Regions from separate parts of the Mus musculus genome. Here region 2 is linked to region 1. Evidence: chromatin contacts called from public promoter capture Hi-C data. All regions are on one chromosome and are shown on one strand. The core of a region is the stretch at or near the end of the contact, and the rest is flanking DNA. Distances in the headings are between cores, read along the strand shown.

Region 1 (2,753 bases), core at 162-2,661:
TCATTGCCCACCCATGTGTCTGCCTTAATGTCCTTCTGCTTTTTAGGTAAATCCCTTTGAAATGTACTAACAGATCACTTGGTTTCACCAATCAAAAGGCTAAGAATTTTCCAGATAGCTATAACCCACCTGTACTGGCTGGCTTTGTGTGCCAACTTGACACAAGCTGGAGTTATCACAGAGAAAGGAGTTTCTGTTGAGAAAATGCCTCCATGAGATCCAGCTGTAAGGCATTTTCTCAATTAGTGATCAAGGGGGAAGGACCCCTTGTGGGTGATGCCATCCCTGGGCTGGTAGTTTTGGGTTCTATAAGAGAGCAGGCTGAGCAAGCCAGGGGAAGCAAGCCAGTAAGAAACATCCTTCCGTGGCCTCTGCATCAGCTCCTGCTTCCTGACCTGCTTGAGTTCTAGTCCTGACTTCCTTTAGTGATGAACAGCAGTGTGGAAAAGTAAGCTGAATAAACCCTTTCCTCCCCAGCTGGCTTCTTGGTCATGGTGTTTGTGCAGGAATAGAAACCCAGACTAAGACACCACCTAACTTACATTTCCACTAATTGTTTTTTTAAAGTTGTCTTGATTTACTACTTTCTTTTGTTCTGGTTATGTAAATCAATGTCCTAAGCCACACTCTACATGTATTTTGCTCGATAATAAATTACTACTATCTTTGAGAGCTTGTGCTTGGTTTTCTGGTTACCCTCGACATGTACATTAGCTAAGAACAGGGTGAGATTTTTGTTGTTGTTGTTTTGTTTTCACTTCCAGAACACAGAATGTTCTGGTGCATGATAAGAGCATTAACCACTATTCTTTTTCAGGGATTTTTCTTTGGACTCTCCTTTTAAATTAAAACAAACAAACAAACAAACATTTTTTTTTAATTCTAGAAAAATGGTTGTGTTTATTGGGATACCATAGTTGCAAACATATTTAATTAGTACTGACTGCTTTGTTGAGTTTTTCTACCCAAGAAAGCTTATTGCCTCCTATTTATGTTCATATTTGGCTTTTAAAGTGTTTTAAAGTTAGCCCCAAGTAAATGTGGCACATCTCTTGAGCTCTGAGTATTTTTGCTGTTGCTTTTGTAGCTGTGGTCTTTTCATTCACACTCGTACTTATGAAGGCTGATTTTAGTGTTCATAATATCCTGTTAACTTACTAAATTATCCTTTTAATACATTTTTTCCCATTGACCAGAAGAATGTCTCTTTGAGACATCACTAATCTCAGTGATACTGAAACACAAACGCGAAACCGGATAAGGACCGGCATGCTCACTATGATTAGACAGAAAATCCCAACTTCTTTTGCCAGAGTAAGGACAAACCACTGAGTGGAACTCCGTGGCTCCCTAGAGTGGCTCTGGGAGCAACAGGGCTCCACCGCTTCCGGCCTTTGTGGGAGTCCGCGATGACTTCCGGTTCCTGGGAGGGCTGGATTCCCTTCCCTGCGCAGGAGCGACGCGGTGAGCGAGCTCGTGCTCCAGGCGGGGGGAGGGTGCTCCCTGCTACCTAGACTCTCGGCCTTAGAAAGATGCTTGGAACCGGGGGAAAGGCCACCCGGGCTGCGCTGCGGCTGCCTATGGGTCCCCCTGGGGCGCGGAGCTGGCCCGGACCTAGGCACGCTGCAGAACTTTAAGTTAGAGTCACAGAACTGGAGGGGCAGGAGAAAAGCAGAGCACCCTCCCCAACTTCTAACCTTTATGAGTGGTTAAGTTCCAACTAAAGCCAGTTGGGAGACTGTACTATGTATATGTGATTTGTGCCAGGTACGCAGAAAAAAAAATCAAAAGCAGCAAGGCAGGCGTACCCTACTCTTGTACTCTTTCCGTTATTTTTGGTGGTACTGTTAGTTGAACTTCCCACCCGCCAGGCAGCGGTTGCCCTTCCCCAACGCTATCTGCTAATTCCAAAATTTTTTGTTTATTTCAGTTAGTTGTTGTTCACTTTAGGAGTAAGTGGAGGTAAGTTTCTTCCCAAGCTTTACTCCCTGAAGTCCTGAAACAATTTGACATCTTTTTCACTTTTGTCTATTTTTGTGAAAGTCCACGTACAATCCAGTCAATACAGTAGATTAACCGGAGGGCAGCTTTTCAACTCTCCCACTTAACTCTTAGAATAGGCGGTATTTGCTTATTGTAGTTCGTGTTAGTAACGATGACTTATCCCTTAGGTCCACTGGGTAAGAAGATTTACCAAGGAGTTATTACTTGAAAGATTGATACATCTTTTATCTAGCTACGATGACATCTACTAGTGATACCAAGGTCTGTAAGAACCAGGGTGGACTTTTGGAAATAAAAATGGAGGAAGAATGTAAGTATACCACCAGACAAGATAGGAACCTACAAAAGAACACTTATAACAGAGACGTCTTCCGAAAATACTTCAGACAGTTTTGCTACCAGGAAACTTCTGGACCCCGGGAGGCTCTGAGCCGGCTGCGCGAGCTCTGCAGACAGTGGCTGCGGCCGGACTTGAACAGCAAGGAGCAGATCCTGGAGCTGCTGGTGCTGGAGCAGTTCCTGACCATCCTGCCAGGGGAGCTGCAGGCCTGGGTGCAGGAGCAGAATCCGGAGAGTGTGGAGGAGGTGGTGACTGTGCTGGAGGATTTAGAGAGAGAGCTTGATGAACTAGGATACCGGGTAAGAAAAAGGGGGGAGGGGTCCTCTTTCCTAAGCGCGACTGAATTTGTAGGCCAAAGTGAAGTATACCACTATTTTACAAAGCATATTGACATTTAGTTGGATCCAAA
Region 2 (2,700 bases), core at 185-2,684, 370 kb after region 1:
CTGGAGAGGGCAGAAGGGAGCACAGGTTTGGTGGGACCCTGTATAAGAGGCTACAGGGGAGATTCCAGGGGTAGTAGGCCAGTGTGGATGGGGCCAGGGTGTGGGTGTCAGCAACGAAGTAGAGGCAGGAAGCAGAGTAGGCAGGGAGGGTGGAAGTGGATAAAGGGGAGAGGGTTAACCTATAAGTGGAACCTGTAAAGAAGAAGGAGGAGCAGGGAGGAGGGGAAGAAGGTGGGTAAGGGGAAGAGGCTAATTGTGCATGGCCTTTAGCTCAGAGGGGAAGACAGAAGGCATTGGTATAGGCAAGAAGACTTCAGTAAGCAGAGTATGTGATTTTTGGGGGGGGGGGGTGGGGGAGGTGGGGTGGGATTGGGAAAGGATTAGGTGGAATAGGAGAAAGGCCTGGGTGCAGAGAAGAAGGCTGTCCACTAGACAAAGCACTTAGTGTGTAGGAGGGGGAGAGAAGAAGAGAAGGGGTGGAGACCCAGTGATTCAGATGACGGTTGCTCGAGGTCTGAGTCCCTGTATGTCTGAAAATGCTGCAACCTTGGCCTAAGCCATCGAGCACTACAGACGGAGGGACAAGAATTCAGTTCCCCCAAAACGTGAACAAAGGGAGTCCAGACCATTCTTAAACCAGCAGAAAATTTCAAGATCACGAAGGATGTTATAGTCAAGAGTGCCCTCTAGTGGCCATCCAGACGGGTCAGCGTGTACTGAGGGCAGACCAAAGAACAAAGGAAAGTCAGGCATTTTGGATTCCAGCCCACTTTGGATAAATTTTGAAGTAGGCACCCCAAGGGCGACTGAGATAGTGTTTAGACCCTGTCTTGCCCTTTTCCAAGCCAGGGTTGGTTGCCAGAAACTCTTAGGTGAGGGTGATGACATGTTAGCCTGAAGTTTTCTCCAAGCATATGGGGTTGAGGGAAGGACAGCAGACAGGGTTTCCCAGATTGTGTGGTGTGAGCAGGGGTCCAAGCAAACTGTGAACTGAAATCGGCTTAAAGGTTTCTATAAATTCTTATAAACATATTAAAATGGCCTTTTGGAAGTTTGAACTAAAAAAAAAAATTGAAATGCGGTTACAATAGAGAAGGAACACAAGGTAATTCAGAGCACGGTTTGCACGGTGGAAAGTGTGTACTGAGCACCAAAGCGCCTTAGCAGCCGCCTGCAGTGTCCTCTCTGGACGGGGTTACCGGTTGTTAAGGGGCCGCTTGGCTTTCTGTATTTTGTGCAATCAGTGTACTGATTGTGCGCTCGATTCTCCAAACTCTTAAAAGGGCGTGAGGAGCTAGTTCCCTCAGAAAGCACAGACAGGGAAACAAAAGGCGCCCTTTTTCTTTTTGGTAAGTCTTCCCCTCCCCCACGGCCGCGGGCGCAACTTCCCGCCTCCTCCCTGCAGGTTCTCATTTCGGTCCGCCCGCTACAGTATAAAAAGACGGCGCTCAGGCTCCCGGTCAGCATCTCTGTTCTGAGCTGTCCTGAGTGCAGTCATGTCTGGCAGAGGTAAGGGCGGGAAAGGGCTCGGTAAAGGTGGCGCTAAGCGCCACCGCAAAGTGCTGCGCGACAACATCCAGGGCATCACGAAGCCCGCCATCCGCCGCCTGGCCCGGCGCGGGGGAGTGAAGCGCATCTCCGGCCTCATCTACGAGGAGACCCGCGGTGTGCTGAAGGTGTTCCTGGAGAACGTGATCCGCGACGCCGTCACCTACACGGAGCACGCCAAGCGCAAGACCGTCACCGCCATGGACGTGGTCTACGCGCTCAAGCGCCAGGGCCGCACCCTCTACGGGTTCGGCGGCTAAGCTGCTCGCTTACACTATATTTCCCTAAAGGTCCTTTTCAGGACCACCACATCTTTTACAGAAGAGCTGACGCTTGTTAACTGAGAACTGGAGTGAAAACGGCTCGTAACAGGTTGTCCAATCAGAACGAACATGTATGTGCTTAATTTGCATGCGGAACAATGCTAGGAAAGCTGAATAGTCCTGTCAAGTGGTGAGTTCACTAGGTGTTCACATGGTTTCACTCTTTTTATTTGTTCTAGGCAGTTTTATTATACTTGCCCATTTTTCTGCTTCCACCTCTTAAGGATGCTTCCCTACTTAAGTCATTTCATACCTTGCGACAGACCACTTAAGTTCAGGATTTGTACATTCAGTTGTGTAGAATGAGGTTGATCTGGCTTTATAAACTATGCTGTCTCGGATGCAATAAAATTCTGAATAAAACTGCCAATATGGGGGAGGTGTGAATTTCTGAATTGAGTTTTTATAAGCCATAAAACTTTAATTAATAAATCATAAAACGGCCAAGAGTCAACAGTTAATGAAGGTACACTGTTACTACGTTTACACTTCCACATAAATGTCAATAGAAACAATTTAAGTTGTCCAATGCTTGCGTTTAGTCTGTTCCACATGGGAGAGAGCATGTGGTTTTGCTTAATACACATTCTAATTCCATGTATTTTCCTGCATGTTTTATGACTTCATTTTTCTTTAGAGATGAGTAATATTTATGTATGTTTGCTTGATTAACAAATTTTTCATTATCCATTTCTCTGTAGATGGGCAACTAGGTTGATTCCAATTCTTTGTTATTGTGAATAAAGCAGTAATTAACATTGAGGTAAAAAAATATCTCTATGATTCTCTATATTCTTTGAATATATGCTCAGGTTTAAAATAACTTTGT

Evidence for each region. Promoter capture Hi-C pulls out the DNA fragments that hold promoters and counts their contacts.
Region 2: a contact with region 1 is called in a promoter capture Hi-C map of the HPC-7 cell line. The contact joins the promoter of H4c11 here to the promoter of Zscan12 in region 1. A contact is called at or near these places in 13 of 39 promoter capture datasets (the 3T3-L1 cell line, the C10 cell line, the HPC-7 cell line and 8 more), 1 of 115 datasets of contacts at active chromatin or transcription factors (microglia) and 2 of 9 other capture datasets (liver and macrophages).

What each region holds. Positions count from the first base shown.
Region 1 is chr13:21,361,409-21,364,161 of GRCm38.p6, forward strand. It overlaps Zscan12 (zinc finger and SCAN domain containing 12), which reads left to right and starts at 1,412. Exons shown (of 4, transcript NM_016684.2): 1 at 1,412-1,464; 2 at 2,172-2,643. The coding sequence starts at 2,242.
Region 2 is chr13:21,733,600-21,736,299 of GRCm38.p6, forward strand. It overlaps H4c11 (H4 clustered histone 11), which reads left to right and starts at 1,435. Exons shown (of 1, transcript NM_178210.2): 1 at 1,435-1,857. The coding sequence starts at 1,497. The coding sequence ends at 1,808.